3 separate regions of the Mus musculus genome follow, and all the other regions are linked to region 1. Evidence: chromatin contacts called from public ChIA-PET data. All regions are on one chromosome and are shown on one strand. Each heading gives the region's core, a stretch centred on a gene start, on an enhancer-like site or on the middle of the called end of the contact. The rest is flanking DNA. Distances are from core to core; before and after follow the strand shown. Region 1 overlaps Cmah (cytidine monophospho-N-acetylneuraminic acid hydroxylase). Region 2 holds the start of Tdp2 (tyrosyl-DNA phosphodiesterase 2). Region 3 overlaps Aldh5a1 (aldhehyde dehydrogenase family 5, subfamily A1).

What was found. ChIA-PET counts read pairs in DNA pulled down with a chosen protein or histone mark.
Region 2: an RNA polymerase II ChIA-PET map of memory CD8 T cells shows a contact between it and region 1, with 2.5 times the contacts expected there. The contact joins the promoter of Tdp2 here to the enhancer-like site in region 1. A contact is called at or near these places in 2 of 39 promoter capture datasets (neutrophils and pre-B cells), 3 of 484 Hi-C or Micro-C datasets (CD4 T cells and effector CD8 T cells), 4 of 115 datasets of contacts at active chromatin or transcription factors (the 230-238 cell line, effector CD8 T cells, memory CD8 T cells and 1 more) and 2 of 9 other capture datasets (adipose tissue and liver).
Region 3: an RNA polymerase II ChIA-PET map of memory CD8 T cells shows a contact between it and region 1, with 4 times the contacts expected there. The contact joins two enhancer-like sites. A contact is called at or near these places in 1 of 484 Hi-C or Micro-C datasets (CD4 T cells) and 1 of 115 datasets of contacts at active chromatin or transcription factors (memory CD8 T cells).

What each region holds. Positions count from the first base shown.
Region 1 is chr13:24,418,319-24,421,788 of GRCm38.p6, forward strand. All of the region lies in intron 4 of Cmah (cytidine monophospho-N-acetylneuraminic acid hydroxylase), which reads left to right. Among named protein-coding and RNA genes, the nearest start is that of Gm11342, 44 kb to the left of the region's middle. Within about 2 kb of position 1,438, at least 31 of the 459 cell types and tissues checked have an H3K27ac peak or open chromatin away from gene starts, as enhancers often do. A contact at or near this core is called in memory CD8 T cells, where this site is marked.
Region 2 is chr13:24,830,263-24,833,857 of GRCm38.p6, forward strand. Tdp2 (tyrosyl-DNA phosphodiesterase 2) reads left to right here and starts at 1,397. Exons shown (of 7, transcript NM_019551.2): 1 at 1,397-1,667; 2 at 1,748-1,833. The coding sequence starts at 1,470. Acot13 (acyl-CoA thioesterase 13) reads right to left here and starts at 1,227. Exons shown (of 3, transcript NM_025790.2): 1 at 964-1,227. The coding sequence starts at 1,044.
Region 3 is chr13:24,918,796-24,922,337 of GRCm38.p6, forward strand. Aldh5a1 (aldhehyde dehydrogenase family 5, subfamily A1) reads right to left here. Exons shown (of 10, transcript NM_172532.3): 5 at 884-1,027. Among named protein-coding and RNA genes, the nearest start is that of 4932702P03Rik, 15 kb to the left of the region's middle. Within about 2 kb of position 1,761, at least 27 of the 459 cell types and tissues checked have an H3K27ac peak or open chromatin away from gene starts, as enhancers often do. A contact at or near this core is called in memory CD8 T cells, where this site is marked.

The DNA of each region.
Region 1 (3,470 bases), core at 188-2,687:
TTGTCATTACTTTGTGTGATCAATCTTACCTGTGGCCTTGTGTGGATAGCTCAGTAACAGAGAGAGCTGAGGAGTTCTCCAAGAATACCCCACTATCATTATGCAGAGGACAATCCCAAAGTCTAGAATATTCTCACAACTACCCATAGACTTGTTTGATTACAGATACAGTTCCTCATCCTAGTCGACTTTCCACTGTGACTCTCTGTTACACCTATAGCCAAAACTGCAGATAATACTCAATTTGGGTTGTTGGCGTCTTCCTAGGGAATAGGGCAGGGGGCCTCACCTCCTTCATCTCTGACACATCCTTGCAGGACTCGGGGGAGATAGAGGTTTTGTTCTCCTGCTGATTATCTTTGGGAGATATTGAATTTCCTGTCTTGCCATATGTAGCTAACCACTGAGGGAGATGTTAAAGCGAAGTGGGCTCTCTCCTCCTTGCCTGCCTGCCTGCCTGCCTTCCTACTCTCAGCTCTGGAGTAATCTGGAACAAGCTCGTCATCTTTCTCAGCCTCAGTCTGCTCACTTGGAAAGTGAATAGATTGCCAGGATTCCGAGAGAGTAAAACATTTGCTGTTGAAGCATGGGAGCCATGTTCAGATCCAGAGCATTAATGTAAAAGGCCAGGCACTGTGGTGTGCGCCTACAATGCTAACCTCTGGAGAGGCAGACACAGCAGGATCCCTGGGCTGCCTGGCCAGCCAGTCTAGCTTAATATCAGTGAGCTTCAGGTTCAGAGAGAGATACTGTCTCTCAGAGCAAATGAAAGAAATGAAGAAGGAGTAACTGCCGATGACAGACATGTTGGGATAAAGGAGATTGTGCTACTTGCTCTTCTAGTTCTAGTTGTGTCATGGATGTTTTGGCTTGGGTAGTGGATAACTGCATATAGTATATTCAGTACTGAAAGTGTCAAATTTAAAGGGATGTTTCATGTTCCATTCTGAATGTCAGTTCTAACTATATATACGTTTATTAAGTTGAACAAACTTTGGGTCTAGATAATTTTGGTGTATGGTGTTTTCTATTTATTTGCAAGCTGCTTTTTTAAAAAAATATAATAATAAGGATTATTGAAAATAAATTTCAAAAAGAGAAAAAAGTAAATGGAAAAGAAATTGAGAAAAACTCCCAGTAGTGACTTTTCACTCACACACATGCATATACACATTCTCACACACACAAAGAAGACCCACTCACTCAAAACCTACAAAAAGCGTTTGAAAGAATATCACCATAGTATATGATAAGCATCCAACTGATGTTCACTGCTGTTATTATTTATGTGGGGCCATCAACTGCCTGTGGTCTGTACACAGATTATTTGAAGAAGTGATGATTTTTATGTTGTTTGCTCACCTAAATATGGTAAGTTCCACACCACAGATTAACCATTCTTGTCTTCCGCAAAGCCTTAGTGTGGTTAATCTTAGTTTTTGTTTGCCAGCAGCTTAGCTCTGGTGTCGGGGATTGGGGGTGGGGTGAGAGGTGGAGGCTGGATGTTGACAGAAGATAACTTTCTGAATACCACTCCACCCTCCGCCTTATGCTTTCAGAGTCTCTCACTGAAGCTGGACCTCACTAATTAGGATAGATAGGTAGGAACCCTCCGGATCCTTCTGTCTCAACATCCCCAGTGCCGATTCTAGGTACATGCTGCCACTTCGAGCGAGCGTTTTACAGGAATTCCGGGGTTCAGACACTGATTCTCATGCCTGCATGACAAGCCACTGAGCCATCCCCCAGCCTACAAACCTCTTCTCTTTGCTGCCCTCACAGGGAAGCTGGGTACTCTCGGCTTTATTCTCTGTGGAGCGCACCACACAGTAGTTAACCTGCATGCCTGTGGAGGCTCCCATTTGCCTCTCTACCTGCCGTTCTTTTCTGGAGCCTCTGTACCCTTGCCAATCGAAGAGCATCTTTCTCAGGGTACAGTTAAGCATAGTCCATTCCTTCCTGCCATCCAGTGTCCTTCCTGACACATAACCAGGATCTTAGAAACTGTCCATCTCATGTCCTTAAGTCTAATGCTCTCATAGCTTCTGTGTGAGGAGCTGAGGTCCTTCTTGTGCCCACCCCTTCCACCTCTCTCTTATCTCCTATTCTTTTCCCATACCCTCCTGTCTCCTGCCCCTCTCTCTTCTCCTGTCCTACTCCTGTCCCTTTCCAGTGCCCTCCGATCAAGCTGGCACACAACCATACTTGGTTCTTTCTTGGGTTCTAGAATATTCTATAGTTCCATCTGGAATGCCTCATCCTGATTTTTAGAGGTTGTTTCCCACTAGTTCCTGAGAAAGGAGGCACTACAAAGTAATTCTTCATGAATCAAACCGTGGACTATGTTTTCTTGCCGCCCTAGAAAGGACGTTTAAAAATTCTGGATACAACAAAGCCGGGATATGGCAGCATGATATGTTTTCTAAGTTTTCTTCCTTCCTTCCTTCCTTCCTTCCTTCCATCCTTCCTTCCTTCCTTCCTTCCTTCCTTCCTTCCTTCCTTCCTTCATTCCTTCCTTCCGTTTTTTAAATTTTAAATGATGCTTCTGGTAAGAGCCATTTCTTGGTTTAAAAAAATTCCTTCCCTCTTGAAACAAAACCAACAACAAACAAATTTATAAAGATAAGAACAGAAATGGTTTGTACCCTACTTCTGAATGAGCAACCTAAGGTGTACCCTATTTTCAACTAACCCCCCCTCCCCAGATCTGGTAAGCTTCATTTTCTGGGGAAGTGAAAGGGAGCCTGACGTAGTAGCTCACGCCCATAAGCCCAGGGCTTAGGAAACCGAGGCAGGGCTTCTCTTTGTCTGGGACCAGTTTGGGCTACAAAATAAAATTCTGACTGAAAAACAGAACAGGGCCTGGAGCAGTGAGTCGTGAATGGTGGTGCATACCTAGAAATGAAGAGCTGAGAAACAGCAGGGAGACGAGGAGGCCATGGTCAGCCTCAGCTACATATAAGGTCAGGGCTAGCCTGAGCTACATGAGATCCTTCTTCGAAAAAGCTGAAGAGAGCAAGAAGGAATGAAAATAGGAAGGAAGGAAGGAAGGAAGGAAGGAAGGAAGGAAGGAAGGAAGGAAGGAAAGAAGGAAGTTAGTTCAAGCAAATATCAAAAATTATACAGTACCTCCTTTAAAGTCTCCTGTTGGACATAGTCTGAGTCTTATTCTGAAATGGAGTTACGTTAATAAACAGAAATGTAGAACATACACCTAAATACTTACTGATAAAAAGAGAATTTTAGTGCATGTTGTATATAACGTGGGAGATGTGCATTTGAAAATATACTCACTCTTAGCGGGGTATGATGGCACATGCCTTTGATCCCAGTATTCAGGGGGCAGAGTTCTGTGAGTTCAAAGCCAACCTGGTCTACGAAGAGAGTTCCTGGACAGCCAGTGCTACACAGAGAAATCTTGTCTTGAAAAAAGTCAGAAGGAAGGAAGGAAGGAAGGAAGGAAGGAAGGA
Region 2 (3,595 bases), core at 147-2,646, 410 kb after region 1:
TAACTACATCCCAGTCCTCATAAAGTTGTTTTTGGTTGTTTTTAAAGAATTAAAATTTCCTCTTAAATCATTAAAATTCTTTTTAGGTAATATTATCTTTCTAAAAGTCACTGTCAAATGCTGTCCTTAGTTTTGAAATATTTCCTATTGGAAAACATTAAATATATTTACCTAAGGGTTATTTCCTATTTTTTTGACACTTTATGAACATAGTTAAAAAATTCTAAGAGGGGGCGTGTTCAGGAAAAAGATTTCAAATGCCTGTTGTTGACCAAAATTTATATTTCATGCCCAAATTCTTTTTAAATTTCCAAGTATTTTTTCTTAATCAGAAAAATAGACATGCGTGCATTAAAACATTTATTAAAAAGTCTGCAGCAAGTTCTAAGGTTAAGTGTCTTTCTACTCTGACAATACCACGCACTGGACTTCTGCTACGGATATTTATTAAGGATTGCTTCCTATAGAACACAATGTCTATAAAGTCTGGAAAACAGTAGTCTACGTTAGTTCATGTGGAATGGCAGGGTGCAGGCACTGGTCCTGGTTAACTCTGTAGACTCCCAGGCCAGCCTGGACTACAAGGGTTCTCAGCCAACAAACGTTACATAGTTACATAGACCTAGTTACAAAGACCTAGTCTCAAAAGCAAGAAATACAACACACGTACAGGTGGTTCTCGCATTCACTTCCGTACCTCAAACCTCCTTGACTCTTAAGAAACAATTCCTATATACTAGCCCTGCAGGCTCCAGCGTCCCTTAAATGGTACGCTGACATTTTTTCTCCACACACTCCAACAGTTTGCTGGTTAAAAAAAAAACAAAAAACAAAAAACCAAACATGCTTATTTACGTTTCGATGAGAATCCACGCCACGCACTTCCCCTGCGTTTGCGAGGCCACTAAGGTGTTTTACTAGGTTCGTCCCCTTCACCAGATACTTCGCCTACAATAAATATACCTTTTCCAAAACTCTATCAAAACCGGGAACTTTGAACATAACCTTCATTACTTCTCGTAGGTTCTGGGTCATGCTGCTCATCGTGGACGCAAAGCAAGAGTCTGGGCTCTGCGAGAATGAACTCTGGAAGAGACGTTTGTGAGAGGACAAGGGTGTGGAAGGTCAAGTCTGCAAGCCCGGCCGCTGTCGCGTCGTGCTCGGGAGAAAGGATCGCGCGCCCCGGTCGCCCTGGTCCTAGATGATCACGGGTTACCTTCACTCTTTAGCGCCCCAGCGCGCACGCGCAACCTTCAGGCCTCCTCGGCCCCTCCTTCCCCTCCCCTCCCCCTCCCCCTCCCCATCTGCGCCTCGCTGGCCGCGGACGGGGACCAGAGAGGGCGGTCTTCTTGCCGGAAGGTTGACGCGGACGCGCTTGCACGCTGCGCGCCTGCGCAGGTTCCGGCGTTCGCGATCAGTCGCGCGGGAAGCAGCGTGAAGAGCGGGTGTTTTGAGGGGACCCTGCGGCGATGGCGTCTGGCAGCAGTTCCGATGCGGCGGAGCCCGCAGGGCCGGCAGGGCGGGCGGCGTCGGCGCCCGAAGCAGCACAGGCGGAGGAGGACCGGGTGAAGAGGCGGCGGCTTCAGTGCCTGGGCTTTGCGTTGGTGGGGGGATGCGACCCCACGATGGTCCCCAGCGTCCTGCGGGAGAACGACTGGCAGACGCAGGTCAGTTCGCGTCTCTCGCTTCCGCCGCTCTCCCCCGGGAGGCGGGGCGCGCCCTGCAGCCTTGTGCCTTTGCTTTTCAGAAAGCCCTGAGCGCCTACTTCGAGCTGCCAGAGAACGACCAAGGGTGGCCGCGCCAGCCTCCCACGTCCTTCAAGTCCGAGGCCTAGTAAGCGACGGGGGTCGCGGGCTGCTCGCCGAGGGCGGGGAGGGACCGCCTGCTGGGCTTGGGCGTCCGAGGACCGGGACCTGGAAAAGGGCGGCCGGCGCCCCAGAGCTGGAAATCTCAGGGAATGCTTCCGAGGATGCAGGGTCACTTCCCAGCGGGACTTGTCTTTGTTGTTTTGGGACGAGTCTCACTGTGTAGCGCTTGGCTGGCCTGGAACTCGTCGTTATTTGAACCAAGCTGGCCTCGAACTCAGATCAGCTTGCTTCTGCCCTCTCAGTGCTGGCACGTTGAAGGCACATACTAGAACTGGCTTCCAACGTGATTTATTTTATTTTATTTTATCTTATTTCTTAAACCTGAAGATTATTTTATGTATTTTGAGGCAGAACCTCACCCTTTATCCCTGGCTGGCCTGAGCTTGGTGTGTAGACTAGGTTGGCCTCAAACACAGATCTACCTGCCTCAGAATCGAATGGGCTGGATTTAGAGTGCCCACCACCACACTGGGATGGAATTTTTGTTTAATGTTACCGTTATTTGTTCTTTTTCGAGACAGAGGCTTGCAATAATCCTGACCTCCAGCTCTCTTCCAGCCTCCCTTTTGCTAGCATTGCATCTGATTCCAGCACTCCCTACCCGAACTTTTTATTTGAGCCATATATGTCCAGGCTGACTTGGAACTCCTTTGTGGTCAAGGCTTGCCTTCCATTGGCCCAGTACTGGGATTAAAGGTTTGTGAAACCCTGGCTACTGAAATACACTTACTGACCTGAAATATTGGTGATATGTAAACTGAAGATTAGAAAAAAAACAGAGGTAGAGATTTTCTCCTGAAGAATGGTAACCTGTAAGTCTCCTTGTTTCTGCATAGTTTATCTGCTCTCCTCTTGCCAAAGAACGATAGTTTTTCTTTTGAGACAGGTTTGTTTCAAGTTTGATTAGTTTGGCACAAGTTTGTGTGTAGTTCAGGCCGGCATTGAGCTCCTAGCAATCTTGCCTCAGCCTGTGGGAACTAAAAACCATACCAGCCAGGTTTAATATTTGTTTTTAGTGTATGCTGTTCCTGTTGTCTCAATGCCCTGCCTCCGATTTTCATTGTTGTTGTTCTACAGTTTGCAGAATAAAACTAAGGTGCCGTACTGGGCCTTGTACACGAATTGGCCACTGTTCTTTCCAGAGTGTCTTACATGGGAGTTGTCTGTGTCAGAAGAGACGGGCAATCATCATAAAACAGCTGTGCTGAAAATTACGTGGGAAGTTGTTTAGAAAATGTTGGGTCTGCACACTCCAGAGGTTATAAATAAATAAAGAGTGGAGTCCACCTATCCAGTACCCCCTCCCCACCTCCTCCAGTTACTTGTGTGTAGGTTAGACAACAACTCTGGTCTGGTTGGAGGCAGGGTTTCTTTATATAGCCCTGGCTTGTCCTGGAACTCACTCTGTAGACCAGGCTGGCCTTGAACTCAGAAATCCGTCTGCCTCTGCCTCCCAAGTGCTGGGATTAAAGGCGTGTGCCCACTGCCCAGCCCCAGAAGAGGGCATAAGAACCCTTGAAACTGGGGTTAGTTATGAGCTATGCATGCTGCAGTTCTAGGACTTGAACCCAAGTCCTCTGAAAGACCAAGTACTCCTAAAGTGATCTCTTCTGTCTCAAATGTTTTTAGTTAAAAATGAAGGGCCTAAGATCAGATAATGTTCTGAAATTGCTTAGCCTTTTCTCTTTGGTAAGGCTGCAGAAAAAGTATAATATTGAATGTTAGAA
Region 3 (3,542 bases), core at 511-3,010, 500 kb after region 1:
GGGGTCTAGCTCAGGAAGGAGGTCATGGGGAAATGTGTTTGGAGGATGTATCTGGTCCTGGACCCCTTTCTCTCTCTCTTTGTTTCCTGGCCACTAGAAGGTGAGCAGCTCTTCACCACCAAGGCCTCCTTCCATGAGACTTCTGCCTCACTACAGGGATAAAAACAAGGGAGCCAAGTGACCATGGACAGGAACGGAACCTCCTATACCAGGAGCCAAACGTCCCCAAGCATCCCTCCTCCTTTAAGTTACTTTTCTCACGTATTTTACAACAACAGAAAACCAGCATAGAAGGCAGCTAAAACCTTTGTTTTACAAAATTACCCAAGGATGAAAATTTAAGGTAGGCACAAAGTCACCTTGCTTTAGATATCATTTTGCATAAGAAAAAGGAAACATGAGAATATATTGTTTTAAATATCTTTGTATTTATTCTTTGAGAAGTTCATACATGTATGCAATGTATTCTGGAGCATACAGATTCTTATTTTGATAGATTTGATTTAAAAAATGGCTAGGAAGGTAGTAGGGAAGTAGAAGTGATTATTTACAGAAAGGGGGAAGGACAGTGACATTGAGGGCTGCGGCAATGGCAAAGACGAACAACGTTAACACTGTCCTGAGTTTTAAACCATACCATCAATTCAACAATGACACGACAGGCCAGGCGTGGTGGTATATTTCTTCAATCCCAGCACTTGAGAGACAAGTGGATCTCTCTGTGAGTTCAAGACCAGCCTGGTCTACATAGCAAGTTCCTGGCCAGCCAGGGCTATGTAGACCTTGTCTCCAATAAAATTAAACAAAACCATACAATAGTAATCTCACACCCTGTAAATAGAAAGCATTAGAGTAACACCTGTTTGGCTCTGACATTACATACCTTTCCCGTTGCTGTTGAGCCAGTAAAGGAAATTTTGGACACCAATGGATCGGTACACAGGACCTCTCCCACTTCCTTGGCCTTGTTTCTAGAGCAGGGAATGACGTTGTAGACACCTGCAGGGATTCCCGCCTGGTTTGCAAGCTTTAAAGAGAAACAGCAAACACACCATAACAAGGATTGAACTGAAAAAAAACAAAACAAACAGAACCAGAAGTAAACATGTTTAACCCGGAATGCAATGTAAAACATAAGTTGCCTTGGGCCACAGTAAAAACCATACTGAAGAGAATCTGACCTGGTGGTGCACGTCTATAACTCTAACTCTTGGGAGGTAAAGGCAGGAGGATCACAAACTCAAGGTCATCTTCGATTACATAGTGAGTTCAGGGCCAGCCTGGGCTATAGGACACCCTATTCCCTCACAATAATATATTATGGGCTGGATAAACAGCTCAGTGCCTATTAGCATGTATGGCTCTCTTTGAGAGAACCCGAGTTTAGTTCCCATCACCCATAGCTTACCACCCTCCAGCTCCAGGGTATCCTATACTCTTTTCTGGTTTGGGTACAGTTCCCCCTCCCATACACATATAAATGTAATTAAAGATTTAAAAATATGTTAACATCAGCACCAATAAAAAACCTTCTTTTAGGTCCATATATGTGCATGTATATGTGTGACTATGTGTGTATATGTCTATTCACACGCACATATGTGCTAAAGATTAAAGCCACAGTCTCTCTCTGCTAAGCACACACTGTGACTGAACTACCCTCCTAGCCTCCTAAATAAATACATGGGTATAACTAAGTAGCAATGTGAGTTCCATCCACCAAGTACAGTGTCTTAGGTAAGAGCTTTAGCGCCACCTCCTGTTCAGTCTGAGGCAAATCTCAAGCTTTTTGACTGACTGTAGACTCCAGCGTGGAGCGGGGAAAGGATGTCTAGAGAAAACTCACGAAGCTGCTCACTAGTTCCTGTGGGTCAGAGCTGAGGAAAGGGAGGCACAGACAGGAGGAACTCAACAGAGGTGAAGATCTGGGGAGGAGGGAAGCAGCCACTGACCCCAGCCACCTGACCTGGGGACCTGGGCCTTGCCAGGACAGGGTCTAGAGCAGGTCTGTCCTGAATTTCCCAGATCTCTATAGCCCTCATTAGCCTCAAAATGGTGGCCATCCTCCTGCCTCAACCTCCCCAGTACTGATATTACTGGAGTAGTTAGTAAGGTTTTTTGTTTGTTTGTTTTTGTTAGCAAGGTTTTTAATCTCACTAATCTCTCACAAAAACAATAAGTATGAAGCGAATGTCCTTGTATGTTAATCAAAGTATTAAAACAAATCAAATCAGCAATGTGGTAGCAAATCCAAATATCAGGACATTATTTATGAGAAGACCGAGGGACCAAGTTTCTCCACAGACAGAAACTGCAAGTGGGTAGAGGCCTGCGGGATAAGACCTATGTGAGGAGGGAGCCCAGAGAACGCCCCCGGACAGACCCAAGGGAAGCCCATGGGTGCTCACGGGACCCCCCGGGACACAGGCAGACCACCTGGAAAAATGCAGATGCAAACCTGTAAGTCAGAATAATTAGAGAGAATACAATAAAAAAAATTGAGAGTTTAAAAAAAAATCAGAAATGACCACCAAGCTACAAGAACATGAGAAAGAAAAAGTAACCCACAAAACCTTTGTGTTGGCTGCTTTCTGTCAGGGTGCTACCACAGGAAGTCAAGAGGGGTGGGTACCAATGGAGGCAGGCCTTCTGCTTGTTTGTTTAGTTTGCGACAGGCTCTTCCTGGGTAGCCAGGCTGACATCAATCTTTCTGCCTCCGCCTCCCAAGCGAAGGCTTCAAGTGTAGTGGCTTAGCCCCTGGTCTTTAGATCACCAAAGGCTTGCTCCCTGTGATGACATTCATTGCTGATGTACAGGACAGCCTAGGAGACATGTGACCGAGCACAGGAGACACTCGTCACCTGTGGGCTGGGGTCCGCAGACCCAGTCAAAAGAGGAAAACAGGAAGCCAGCTGAGAACGCCATTCACTTGATTTTGCCTCCTGACTGCAAACCTAACTCAACAGGTTACCTCAGGCTCCTGAGGACATGACTTCAGGGCCATGATGAACTGCATCCCCTAAAGCTACAAGTCTCCTTCCATGCCCCTGTCAGACATCTGTCACAGCAACAAGAAAAGGAGTTCAGACCCCTCCAAAGGGCATCGTGGAGCCAAGCGTTTCCTCTTTCTTTTGCTTTGGGGCTGTGAGGTGGACAGTTACCTTTGCCACACTGTTCTTACCATGATGTGCTGTTTTACCATAGGCACAAAGGTGCAGGGATCATAGCCTGGAACCTCCAAAACCTATGGATAAAGTAGACCTTTCCTCTTCATAAGCTATTAACTCAGGCATTTCATTATAGTGACAGGGAGCTGGCTAACACAAAGGTCCAAGAACAAAACAACCAGAAAGACATCAGCTAAGGAAGGACTAGAAGTGTGCAAACCACAGGTCCTTACAGAACTAAGTCTGGACAAGGAGGGAGAGGATGGAGCAAGCATATATTGGTTGCGGCCTTGGGCATATAGACCTGGTTTCCGTGGTGTTAGGGATTGAACCCGTGGCCTCACACGTACTAAGCAAGAACTCTCCCCCTTGGCT